3 separate regions of the Danio rerio genome follow, and regions 2 and 3 are each linked to region 1. A link is a contact called in public HiChIP or PLAC-seq and Micro-C data. All regions are on one chromosome and are shown on one strand. The core of a region is the stretch at or near the end of the contact, and the rest is flanking DNA. Distances in the headings are between cores, read along the strand shown.

Region 1 (4,920 bases), core at 1,881-4,380:
AAATCAATATTCCATTCTCTTTAAACCCTAGAGATGGTTGTGCATGAAAGTCCCAGTAGATCAACAGTTTCTGAAATACCAACAACCATATCACATCCGAAGTCACTTAAATCCCCTTTCTTCCCCATGCTGATGCTCGGTTTGAACTGCAGCAGATCGTCTTGACCTACATGCCTAAATGTGTTGAGTTGCTGCCATGTGATTGGCTAATTGCAAATTTGAGTTAACGAGCAGTTGGACAGGAGAACCTAATAAAGTGGCCGGTGAGTGTATATTACACTTTTCTTCAGTGGAACAGAACAATCGAAGATTTTCAGCTGAAACCATGGACTCTGGTTACTCATAAAAAGCATGGCAATGGCCACCAATACTTGAGGAGTCCAAAAATAATGCTGGGTAAATATGTGTTAATTATGAACACTTATTTGGTTAACTTAAAAAAACTTGAAGCCAGCAGTAGGTTTTGTGCATATTTTACCCAAGTTTTAGTTAAAGTAACCCACAAACTTTAGAGTATATGTGGATCCTGATGATACACCGAGGTCTTTAAAGCAAAATGTTCAGTCTGAGCAAAAATAACTAACATTATTTAGATCTGTAAAGTTATAGTTCACCCAAAGCGTAAAATTCATACATTATTTTTTCTCACCCTTCACTTGTCAGACTTTCTTTCTTCCATTGAACACAAAAGTCGATATGTTGAAGAAAGCTGGAAAGCATATCATTTGATTTTTCTACTATGGAAGTCAACTGTATTCAGTCAACTATGGAAGAACTGTATTCTGTATTCAAAATATCTTCTTTTGTGTTCAACATTAAAAGCAAACTCAAAAAGATTTGGGACAGCTTGAAGGAGAGTAAATTTGTACTTTTGGGAGGTAAATGCTTGTAATACCTGTATCCCAAACCTCTGGAAATGGTTAAGAGTGCATTAACATTTACAACAGTCTGTTGCAGAAAGCTTCCTGTCACGGACAGGCCGACACTTTCTTCAAGTCCTCAATGTTGACAGGAGTCAAAGGAGTTCATTTTTATTTTGTCTATATATGAGCAATTTCGTGCAAATGTCAACCTTTCCATGAAAAAAATTAAGTTGTCACCAAAATACGGTAACTGTTTCTTGGGGTTTTGTGTAAGCAAGTATTTTACAGTACTTTAGAAATACTCAAAAATGCATCCATCAATGTTTTAAAACTATTATATTTGATTTACTAAAGACACACAAGTGGCAATTTCACATCTGTCACATCCATAACAGAGAGGTGTCAAGTCCATGACGACACTGTTTCCTCATAAATGTGAAAATCTTAAATAAAATAAAATAAATTATGTTTGTTCTATAGAGAGCCAACTCTTATCCTTTTGATTAACATCATTTCTTTTGCGTAGTGCAGTTTAATTCACAGAATTTCTACAAAGTATGTGTACTGCAAACCTGCTGACTTTTTTGTCACATCCATAACGCATCTTTATTTTCCTCATATAAAGTACAAAACATGTTTACAGACTGATATTTTTCTGATCTCATGACTCTGTGGTCAGTTTTTTGGAAAAGATAAACACAAGTTTCAATATAATGTTAAGGTATACTTTCTATGCAAATTTATGTTATAAGTTTTTACTGCAAATGTCACATCCATAACGCTGGAATTGCTCATATTTTTGACTCTCCAGGAGCCAAAGACTGTTTACTTGAGCTTTATAAATCACGAAGGATCACAGTTTCAGCAGAGATTCTTGTTTAATATAGAGGTAAAGTTGGTTTTATATTCGCACATTCTTTCATTTAGAAGTCCCTATACTGTTTATTATGTTACTTTGAATATTCGATTGGAATTAGCATGCAAGTATGACTTCAAACAACATTAACACTATCTAATTCACTGTGAACAATATTGTACTTTGATCGTCATTTGCTGCTAATATGATTGTCCCATTTAGAATTTGCAAATAATACTTTTCTGAAATTATGTTATTTAAGAGAAAGTCTGAATATCCGAATATAAAACCAACTTTACCTCTATTTGTTTAATATCCTACTGAGAGAAAAAAAGTGACCTTGAATGGTCAGAGAGTCAGTAAAAAAACTATTTTTGACTGAACAGTCAAACTGCATGACTGCTTAAAAGTGAAAGGCAAACTAGATATGACCAAAGCAATTTCAACTGTAACAATTGCTTAATTAACTTAAAGCTAAATGATTAAGTATGTTTTTTTAAGACTTAAAAGCCACCCCTGACAACTGTGTGAGTTACAAAAGCGAATTCTGTTGCGTACAACTATCACACGCACGCTCATTTCACTTGGAGCGCGCTTCAGTTTTCAGCAAGTCAGGTGTCAAAATTGTAAACAAACCTGCCATTGGTTAAACGAACCACCAAAGTATCTCCGCGAGTGCGGGTTTAGTATCAATCACTGCCAGCACCACAAGCTACTGAATTAAACATGGAATCGATGTCGAGGTAAGAAAACGCCAAGACACACAAATGCACCTTAGGGGTCACATTACGTCCCATGACTGGATTCTGAAGTGAACGCATATCCCGTCAACACGGGCACGCGCTACAGTTAAAGCACGTTGCATTATATCATATCGATGCACTTGTTCGCTCGTAAGAGCCAGTGCGCATTAATAAACATGTGGGACATCAGATCGCAACACGAGACATGCAGGGTGACCGTTATATTAGTGCAGAGTTTTATCAGCGTGTTCAGTTTTGGAGTTGGGACAAACTACAGGGCACGAGCTTCGACCTGGACCAGATCTGACAAGAAAAGCCTCGCCACGGAGAACAAAAACACAATCGCTAGACACAGTGGATTGATTCTTCGCAACACTCACGCCTGCGCAGACACGCAGCTCGGGCTCGCGCTCCATCTCTCGGCTTTCGCGCCACACAGATTATCGCTCCTCTCACGCGCGTTTACAGCACACGCGGGTGGAGAGCGGCGATGAACGGGACGCTGAAGCGATTTTTGTTTCTTTCACTCACCTCGTTTCTTAGAGGGTCGAGCTTGTAGACGTTCTGCAGCTGATTTCTTAGCCGCATAGCTATCGCCATCGGACCTTGCTCCGCCATCTTTGGGAATTCTGCATACTTCCGGGTAACGGGAGAGTGGGTGAGTTCGGTCGCTGAGAGGCGGGGGGACCTGCTGGTTCTTCCACACACAATCATTTCCATCCCACGCTGACATTATCACCGGGTCTTTCGAAAGCTGCAACTCACAGTAACATAATTGTGAAAGTGGTAGTTGACAGCGTAATAGGCTTCCCACTGTCAGGAACAGATTTCAGACGGAATTTAAACGGAGGTTAACTAAATTAGATATTAAAGTAAATTAAAGTGAATAAATTGCGAATCTGCCATTGAAAAACCCATTATGAGCACTTAATTTTTTTTAACATGAACCTTTTTTTTTGGTTGAAGACTTGATACTAAAACCATTTGAGATGATTTTCCTCCTCTTATAGCTTGTTTCTTAAAACCATAATATTGCATTATTATAATTATGTCACTTTGTTGCTGTTAAATCTGAGTGAAATGAGGATTTTTATTTAAATGATGTAAAACAACTGTGTATTTGTTCTAGTAAGCAGTCAATTTTTTGACAAAATGAATCGAATAAGTGCTAAAAGATATGCATGAGCAGTATTAATTAAAATAGCAGCCTAATATTTCACTTATTTTGCTGGAAATTATAAAAACAAGCATGAATTTTGTAAAGATTCTTGCCCCTTTGGTTGAGTTTGACCAATTACAAACACCTTTTCTTCCTTATGGTTTTTATTTGTTATAACTTTGGCAGTCAGGCAACACAGTGGCTCAGTGGGTGGCACAATCGCCTCACAGCAAGAAGGTCACTGGTTAGACTCTCTGCTGGGTCAGTTGGCATTTCTGTTTGGAGTCTGCATGTTCTCCCTGTGTTCTAGTGGGTTTCCTCCGGGTACTTCAGTTTCAAGTCCAAAGACATGCGCTATTGGTGTATTGGTTAAGCTAAGTTTCCGTAGTGTGTGATTGAGTGTGTATGGATGTTTCCCGGTGATGGGTTGCTGCTGGAAGGACATCCGCCGTGGAAAACATATGCTGGATAGTTTGGCGGTTCATTCTGCTGTGGCGACGCCAGATTAATAGAGACTAAGCGGAAAAGAAAATGAATGAACTTTGGCAGTTTGTTTTTTTTTCAGGTCTGACCAATTATTATGTGACAATAATTTACCATTATCAGCATCAATAATCAGCAGCACAACAACACTTTATTTTATTTTTCACTTTGTTTAACAGTTCAAAAAAGAAATCCAAAAGTTTACATTCTTAATCACCTGTTTCTAAATGGTCTGTCTCTAAAAGGGAGGGCGACGTATACCCCCCCAGTATGTATATATATATATATATATATATATATATATATATATATATATATATATATATATATATATATATATATATAATCATTATAATATTTATATATATATATATATATATATATATATATATATATATATATATATATTTATTTATATTTATATATATCATTATAATATTTATATATATCATTATAATATTTATATTGTATAATAAATGATTATCAGCCCAGCCCTATCTACTTGTGTATAAGTGTGACGAGGTCGACGTGGAGCGGCTTCCAGGTCCAAGCGCTATATCAAACTGTATGGGGAGATTTATTAAATGATAATAATAAATGTTTACAAAGTGATGTAATACTTTCGAAAATCATGAATATATATATCCATGCTTAATATCAGATGACCAGAAAGTGATTAATTTTTATAAATTCTTAACATTTTGGTATTTGTGATGCAGCAAGTCCAGAGATTGTTGTGTACACTAAAATTTACTTTAATGTGTGATATGACTAAAAAGTGGTCATGAACAAAATATTTTCCTAATTCAAATGAGT
Region 2 (4,746 bases), core at 1,054-3,553, 270 kb after region 1:
CAAAATCGTCCTCTGTTGGATCTCTATTGGTATTACGTTTGCGTAGATTAAAACGATTTGTCAACATGCCATTACGCATCACTACTGGCTCTGACACACTGGCAACATTTAGCTCCCTGCAACCACTGCATCATGATTCATTTGTCCTAAAGGCCCAGAGAGACAATAGCTCAAGAATATAGACGTGACATGGTGTCATAAAAAGGATTCCACAAGAAATTGTGATTTTAAAGCCATTGTGTTTTTATGAGCAATACAAGCTGAGTCTACAGGCCGAGGGGATGTTTGGTTCTGCTGTGCGCCGGAGTTCAATGCAACATCACGCGGGCTGTCTCAATATAAAAAAAAATGAATCGCCATAAACATTTTAGAAGATTATCTTTGTGTTACTTGTCAATTTTATTTAGATGTTCTGCTGGTTATAAGCTAATGGCGTGTTTAAGGGATTTCTGTAATTAATCGAAGCGCAATACGTTGTGTAAAACTTCATGTATTTTAGCTAAAGAAAAAAAGAACAACAACTAGCTATGAAAATCATCGACCTGAATATAATAAAAACACTGAACATCAGTTCATTTTAGAATAAAGTAAATGTTGCTCTAGACAAAAAAATAATCTTGAGTATACTGTTAATCCAAGATATTTACGCACGTATTCTTTTATATGCAATCTTAAATTAAATGTGATTATATTATATCTAAATTAAATTAGATTAAATGTGAATATATTATATGTAAATGGTAAAAAGAAATCTTAAAGCATTTTAATGTTTTACGTTTTGAAGATGTTAAGAGGCATATACTAGTTATTTTTATTTAATTTATGCATTTATTGCTTACAATATTAATATATCCTATTCTTTATTCAAGCAATCCTTTAATTGTTTTAAAAGTAGCAGTATTACTGCACGCAACGGTAATGTAAAAATAGCGTAGCAGTTTATGTGTTGTTATTATTATTCATATTTATGTGTTGTTTCTCTGCTGCTGTTTTTTTAAACGTCTGCATTTTTATAGAAATTTATGGTCTTAATTTTCCATTCAATATACATTTATGGGCTTAATTTACATCAATTTACGTTAATTCAGCATGTTCTCTCTACGTAAAATTAATCCATTCAGTGAGGTACACTCTAAAAATGCTGGGTTGTCATAACACAACGTCGGGTCAATGTTTTTAATTAATTTTAAATAAAAAAGTCTTTTTAATCTAACAGCTGGGTTTGTCCATTTTGACCCAACGTTAGGCTACAACAACCCTGCATTTTCAGACTGTATTGATATTAGTTATAGCTAGACATTGACTGAAAAGCAAACGGATTGTCAGTCCTCGTTATCATTGGTCATAATTACACTATTTCTCCCAAAATTAATGGCTTTAAATATCATCAAGTGTTACCTGTCAGTCTATCCTTCGCAAACCTTCTGCTGCTCTCCATCCAGGGGAACGTGAAACTGTGGGGGCTGCCCATACTGGGTACTGTGGGCATAGTGGGAATTCCCGCCGCGATGCTCGGTGGATGGCCAGCCGTCGGTTGGTGAGGTGCGGGTGGCATGGGTCTGTGGGCCGGGACGCGGATGACACCTCCAGCGTTCCCCGAGTTCACATTAACGTTCATATTCATGCTCACATTCATGTTCATGTTTACGTTGTAGGAACCTGCTAGTCCTGCCGCCATCGAACAGGCCGGATACATGCTGTTGTAGCCGTTGTAGACGTTCGGCGTGAGCGCGTAGTCCGGGTCGCCGGTTCGGCTGGGCAGCATGCAACTACTCGACTGGTCCGAGCCATTGAGGATCTGATCTATTCCAAAGCTGATGGTTTCGTGCTGCTGGTGGGTCTGGTTCACCTCTTCGATCCCCGTGTGCTCCATCTCCGCGGTTCTATATGTTACGCACAGCTTGGAAGGTTGTTTAATTCCTAAAACTTAGATTTATTCCCAAAGGTGTTTATTTAGAAAACAAAAAAACAAAAAATATTCTTCCTTGGAGTGTTTAGAGCCCATGCAATTAATATCAATGCCACACCACACACACATACAAAAAATACGAACAGAAATCACTCCCTCGCGATCAAATCGGCGTTATCCAACACTTTCTTGCACTGCGTCTGTCTGTTGCTCAGTTCCATGATGATGCCTAAAAAGCAGCTCGACCGTGCTCCGCGGTTAAACCCCGGAGTGATGAGTTGCCAAGTTGTAGCAAAGAAAACTGACGCGTTTCTGGAGTACCTCAGAAAGGCGCACGGCCCAGACTTGAGCTCATCGCTGTTATCTAAAGTGAAGTGTTAACTGTCCGATACGTGCATATTAATTGTCGTGAGCTGAAAATGTCCTGTTCACGCTCCTCTTGAAGTGATCTCGAGCAGGTGAGACAAACCCCTTCTGCCCAAACTCTGTCACGCGCCTCTCCATTGGCTCTTGCGCGCTTCTGTAGACAATGCCTCTCGCCCGCACCCCGCTCTTAAAGAGCCCGTTCTGTTTTTTTACTAGGGCTGTTTCACAGTTCACGCTTTAAAATAAACCGTTTCATGTTCATGGAGGGAATAAAAATAGCAGTAGAGTTATGATAAAATTTTTTGATGCAATTATAGTTTAACAATATTTTTCTCAGTTTCTCTAAAAAATAGCAATGAGGCATTTTTTGGAGTTATCAATGTTTTTGGGGAAATTGTTTGGCAAATTAAAATCTGTGTGGTTACCCAGCTTGCAGGAAGCCATTTTGATGTCATGTGACAATAAAACGTACAACAGGCTGTGGGTCAAGGTCAATTTTTTAACACATTTAATTGTTTCTATTGTTGCTTAAAACTTGTTGTGCTTCATTAATATGGCGTATTTTTCTTAATACATGGATATTTGTATAGTTTATGGTATACAGTCTCAAATGAAACCAACCTGAATAGAAAAATAATGGATTTAACGTAATGGCTTAATTATCTTGTTTGCTAACCTTTTTAAGGTAAGACATTTTTCTGACCTAATAATAATAATAATAATAATAATAATAATAATAATAAGGTCATACGCCGCATTAAAAAAAACATATGCCAGAATAATTGGCGATTTATTCCGCTGTGGCGGCCCCTGATGAGTTAGGGATTATAGTGAGTGAACAATAGGCTAATATATTATTATTAATAATAATTATAGTAACAATGACAATAATAATAATAATAATAATAATAATAATAATAATAATAATAATAATAATTGCGCCTGGAAAGTCATACGCCGCATAAAAAAACATATGCCAGAGTAATTGGCGGTTTATTCCGCTGTGGCGACCCCTGATGAATCGGGCAGGCCTACTAAGCCCATGTATAGTAAATAATAATAATAATAATAATAATAATAATAATAATAATAATAAACACATTTGATGTTTAATGATTTGAAAGACAACATGCCAAACTAATGCATATTACTATTAATTTCCCCATTGATTAAAAACCTAAATGTTCGGATCAATTAAGAAAAGGGCTCTTAAGGTTTCGTCAAGGGTACAGAAACATGCAGCTTTACACATGGCAATGCGTTTGCTTAATCAAATGAAACTGAATTTCATTGAAGTGCACTTGCCTTTGGCTGCGTAAAATAAAGGGCCAAGCCAGAGAAGCATCAGTTGCCTTTAGTGATGCAGAAGCCGGTGTGATTGGCGCAAATAATTTAACCTTTTTTTCGCCTGAAGCTACAGTGGAAGATTCTCCTCTTTCAATTCAATAAAAATGAAAAATGGCGCATAATAAAACCTGAAAGCAAGGAAAACGAATTTAATATATCATCGTTTTATTACGTACTTATTTCAGCTTTCGCTCGAATAAAAATATTTCTCCGCAGCACAAAGTGGCTAGAGGGAAGCATAAAAATCAATTTTCTGAATACAAAGCTGTATCAATAATAAGCGCTCTTGTGTGTCTCAATAGCAGGAAAACATGTTGTTGGTTCTCAATGATATCGAATCAAGCAACCCGGAGTCGTGGCTTTTAACTGCACCAGGTCGTGTCGTGAAACAACAACATCAAAACCCATCTCAGTCACAGCCAGGCTTTGAAAATGGGCGTTTGTTGTCATATGTGAAAACGTCATCATTTGGGCATGCATGCATGCAGATTGTGCATATTCAAACCGAAGCTATTGCTTTACATAAATGATGATTATATTTCATTGCTTTGGCAAAATGGTGATGATGATGAAGATGATGGTGTTTAGTCGGGATCATTAACGTATAGAACAGAGATGCCCAAAGTAGGGCCCAATGTAATGTAACCTTTGATTTGGCCCATCATTCCATCTGAGAAGAGAGTGAGAATGATGGAGAGGGCTGGGGCAAATGCTTTCAACACAGAGATCGCCATTTCTAATTTAATAACGTTGTTCGTTTGTTTCATTGCAGAGAAAGAGAAAACGAATTAAATGGTTCAGTTAAATGTTGTAAATTAATCTGATTTTTCCCAGTACTGACTTGCGGGCATCCGCTGCGTAAAACATATGCTCAAATAGTTGGCGGGTCATTCCGCTGTGGTGACCTCTGAAATACAGACTAAGCCGAAGGAGAATGAATGAATTAATCTGATTTTTTAAAATGTAAATACTGTCACTCGATTGATAGAGGACTATGCAAAAGACAGGGAATTAAGCCAATGTCTGCAAAAGCAGAGCAATTGTGTCATAAATAAGAATGTTTTTGTTTTTACTGTAATAAGTTTATTATAAAATGTAAAAAAGTATACTGTATTGGTTGTTAT
Region 3 (4,510 bases), core at 1,838-4,337, 430 kb after region 1:
TCCCCTAAAGCTCACTCCTATCCCGGACGAGCCCCCATATGTATCCCACCGGTCCTACTGCACCCAACCCGGTCTGAGCTGGGATTGATTCTTTGTATGGGAGTCGGTTGCTCTAACAAGGAGGCTAAAGACCATGACCTGTAGCGTCTGTCTGTTGTTACTAGTGTTACTAGACCTCACTTCTCTTACCTCAAAAGGTGCTCTAGCGACAGACACTGGAGGCGAGGGTCTTTAGCCTCCTTGTTAGAGCAAATGACTCCCATACAAAAAAATCGCTGGCTCGATCCTAGCTCAGACTGTGTCGGGTGCAGTAGGAACGGTGTGTTACATTTGCACCATATGTCACATATCAATATATGTAGGCAATATATAGGCATATCCTTTTCCCTAAATAAAGAGGGGCTTACAGCTTTTTATTTATTTTTTCATTCATATTTTAATTAATCATTTATTTGCTTATTTACAATGTCTTCATGTTATTTTTATGTAAAAAAAAGCTCATTTTATTTTATTTTTTATTTTAAAGAACATCTTCTAATACCAGCTCGTTCCCCGTGCACTTTTAGGCCTTAAAGTCTCGTTCTTTTAGCAATGCGTTAACCAAGCCATCTGTTAACAGGTCTGGTCCGACAGCGTGAGTGTGTGCGAGTTCACCTGAGGGCCCAAATTCATTTATTGGTCCACTCTCGTCTGCAGCCCTGTAGTAAGATTGAGCTGTGCTCAGGCCGCGGGGCTGAAGGCCAGATCTGGACCAAGAGAGCCGGGCCAAGCCTTACAGACGGACATTAGGCCAAACCCGAGTTAAAATCCTATTAGTTTCAGCTGGGAATCAGATTATCGTCGTCGAGAATCACTCGTCTGGCAACTAGGGTCTAATTTACGCCAATCAACAGCAATTATTGAGGGGAAGGGGAGCATCTATTAGGGAAGCTCATCCACTTAGGCTAATGAATGGGGCAGATTCAATCTTTTACTGAAGAGACGGATTTGGGAACTGCAGCTGCGGGCGAATACACTGCGTTCAAGGGGCTCCACTGTTATCTGTTCATTGTGTGTTTGTGTGTGTGTGAGGACTGTTCATTTGTATAGTGACTTTTATTATAGATGGCAGCCATATGGATCAGGCGTTTCAGATTTTCAGGATCACAGAGTTTATTGCCTTTGCAGTGTATGCTGGGATCAATACATGACAAACTGTGTTACCTGCTTTGTCAATATCTACTGTCAGGCTGATCAAGAAGAGATTTAGTTTGCAACAGTTAGTGTGCCATTTTTAATTCCGATTCGCTTGCAAGAAGAACAATTATTAGGAAAATTGTGTTTTTTATGTTTTTTTTTTATTTATTACACTATGGTATACGCTGAAAAGAGTCACTGACAGGAAATTACAGAAAAGCTGAAGCATTGTTTTTAGAAGGGCTTAAGAGTGGGAGTAATGGCATGGAAAACACAAAGCTTGTGGCGCTCTCTAGTGTTTGGGGACCGCAAGTGTTTCCTGTAAAAAATATATATATATGCCACGGCTAATTCAGACTGTTGATATTCAATGTTAATACATATAGCCTACCTCTGCTGCTTAAATGCGACAAGCACATTTACTAGACACACATCTGACAGTAAATATCGGATAAGAACACCTAGAGCTATTCTATCTTTAAGAGAGAAGAGGTATGCACATAGATCATACCATGCAGACTGTTTCAGAAAAGTCGATCATATGATTTGGCATATATTGAAACAACAGTTATGATAATATCACAGACGATATACACTAATCGGCCACTTTATTAGGTACACCTGTCCAACTGCTCGTCAACACAAATTTCTAATCAGCCAATCACATTGCAGCAACTTAATAAAATAAGTCATGCAGACATGATCAAGGAGATCTTCTTTAGGTCAAACCGAGCATCAAAATGGGGAAGAAAGTTGATTTATGTGACTTTGAACGTGGCATGGTTGTTGGTGCCAGACGGGCTGGTCTGAGTATTTCAGAAACTGCTGATCTACTGGGATTTTCACGCGCAACCATCTCTAGGGTTTACAGAGAATGGTCAGAAAAAGAAATGTCTTGTTGATGCTAGAGGAAAATGGCCATCCACAGAAATGACAACTGACCCAGCCGGGACTCGATCCAGAACCTTCTTGCTGTGAGGCGACGGTGCTAACCACTAAGCCGCCCCTTATTAATGTTTATATTAAGTTTATTTATGGTGCTTTTGACAAGATTTGTTGTTTCAATACGTATATCAATTGTGGGAAAGTAGAACCAATTCTACAGAATGACCCATATATCAAAATGATTCCAATGAAATGCTTATTAATTGTTCACGCATAACAACAAAAAGGGTAGAAAAACTGCACACTGTATGGAATGTATGTAATGCATATTCCATAACGCAAGATGTCAGCCTTCAACTTGAAAAATGCATATAAAAAAGCACGCAAATAAGAAGCTGAAAGGTGAGTTGTCCTTTAAAACTCAAGTGGAACGACGAAGTTTCATGCATCAGCTTTTCCACTCTTGCCTTTGAGTAACAGTTTTACAAGGGCGCCGCAAGAGGTCGCTGCACTTTCATCATGCTTAAAGGTTAATTATTATATGTATATATCTTTTTTTACAACTATTACTATTTATTACTATTTATCTTTTTATGTAAACTTTATTAATGCTTTGGCAATACATTTGTAACATTTGTCATGCCAATAAAGCAATTATTGAATTAAATTGAATTAAGACAGACAGACAGACGGATAGATAGATAGATGGATGGATAGATAGATAGATAGATAGATAGATAGATAGATAGATAGATAGATAGATAGATAGATAGATAGATAGATAGATAGATAGATAGATAGATAGATGCTCGTTTTGTGTTTAGCGTTATATATACAACAATTAATATTGTATACATTACAGCTGTTTTAAATCTTGAAAACACAAATTCAACTTCTAAACACCAATCAGATGTGCTGCCAAAAACCACGTGATTAAGCACGGAAGTTACTCCGGAGTGCCTGATCGCCTTTCTGTCGTGAAGTTCTTTGCGCTTCATCTAGAAACATCAGCCGCGTCTCAACATGGCGAAAAACAGCACAGGCTAATAGCGGCTAGCGTTTCTCCCCCCTCACCTTCCGTTTAATCCCGAGGAATAGTATGCAGCAGCCTTTGAAAATATCCCAGAAAGATTTTAAATAATGGAAACGCGGGGGATTGAGCAGATGTTCGACTTCCAGCGGTAATTTACTCCCATTTAAAGCTTTGAAAACAGTTGCAGCGCTAACACAATTAGCCTTAGCATGTACAGCATCAAAACTCTCTAAAACACAACCGCGTCAAGGCTGTTAGCGTCTCATAAATGACACTCAGACCCGTGCATCAGGATATCAATAGGAAAGATCAATGCTTTCTGAATTATTTGGACTGTTATAATAATTTACTGTACAATGTTTAGCAGAAATGCTAATGAAACAGTACTATATGCTCTATAAGACATTCATGCAGTTTACGAAACTGGCTGTGTCGTAATTGAAACATGTAAACACACGATGTGTATAAGCACAACGAGTCTTCGTATTTGAGATTCTGACATCAGTAAGATTTGTTGCATTCAGTACACATGATCTACATTAAGTTTACATAGATGTATGATGATATTTCAGCTGATATTCTCCACAAAAGCCAAGTCATTAATCCATAACCAGTGCCAAACAGAATCTGCGGACATTTTTCGGTATCTCTGGAAATAACAATACACGAATTTAAGCGGGATTATTTTCAAATTGTAGTAATTAAAAACATAACAAATTAAATAAATATATCATTTACTATGTAAATTGTGTTGAACAAAGTTTCTCATATAAAATATCTACACTAAAATGCAGTGTTTCTCACAATTCCTTCATGTTGTCACAACACAAATTAAGTTAACTCATTCATGTTTACGAATTTAAGTTGATTGAACATGAATTAATTTGTGCCAAAAAAGTAAGAATTTTGTTGTTTCAACTTATTTAAATGAGTAGTTTGAACGAGCATATATAAAGTAAAATATGATAAAGAAATATTTTATATTCTTTTGCATGTGGTTAATATGTATAAACTATTAACAGATTGAATTGACAGAAATGGTACTATATTGTGTTATATATTGTTATCAGGATATGATATGACTTGTTTCATGATATGAGATTTTTTGTCACACTGCCCAGCCCTATAAACATTTGCGTAATGCAATAAATTAATAATGTAATAAACATACATTTACACACATTTAAATCAGCAAATAGACTCAATGATGTGCTAAATAATCTGAAATTAAAATTTATTTATAGCTGAGCAACTCCAGCATTATGGATGTGGCATTTGCAGTAAAAATTCAAAACATAAATTCATGTTAACGTTATATTGTAACATCTGTTTATTCTTTCCAAAACAACTAACCACAGAGTTATGGGATCAGGAAAATATCAATCAGTAAACATTTTTATGTTTTAAAAAAGGAAA

Evidence for each region. A called contact is a pair of places that touch in the nucleus more often than the background predicts. HiChIP or PLAC-seq counts read pairs in DNA pulled down with a chosen protein or histone mark.
Region 2: a contact with region 1 is called in an H3K4me3 HiChIP or PLAC-seq map of embryo, with 3 times the contacts expected there. The contact joins the promoter of tlx2 here to the promoter of pcgf1 in region 1. A contact is called at or near these places in 1 of 18 Hi-C or Micro-C datasets (embryo) and 1 of 4 datasets of contacts at active chromatin or transcription factors (embryo).
Region 3: a Micro-C map of caudal fin shows a contact between it and region 1, with 10 times the contacts expected there. The contact joins the promoter of aup1 here to the promoter of pcgf1 in region 1. A contact is called at or near these places in 2 of 18 Hi-C or Micro-C datasets (caudal fin and an unstated tissue) and 1 of 4 datasets of contacts at active chromatin or transcription factors (embryo).

The regions. Positions count from the first base shown.
Region 1 is chr14:5,933,939-5,938,858 of GRCz12tu, forward strand. pcgf1 (polycomb group ring finger 1) reads right to left here and starts at 3,131. Exons shown (of 9, transcript NM_001007158.2): 1 at 2,994-3,131. The coding sequence starts at 3,080.
Region 2 is chr14:6,206,192-6,210,937 of GRCz12tu, forward strand. tlx2 (T cell leukemia homeobox 2) reads right to left here and starts at 2,304. Exons shown (of 4, transcript NM_153651.2): 1 at 1,399-2,304. The coding sequence starts at 1,873.
Region 3 is chr14:6,362,292-6,366,801 of GRCz12tu, forward strand. aup1 (AUP1 lipid droplet regulating VLDL assembly factor) reads left to right here and starts at 3,088. Exons shown (of 12, transcript NM_199690.2): 1 at 3,088-3,242. The coding sequence starts at 3,202.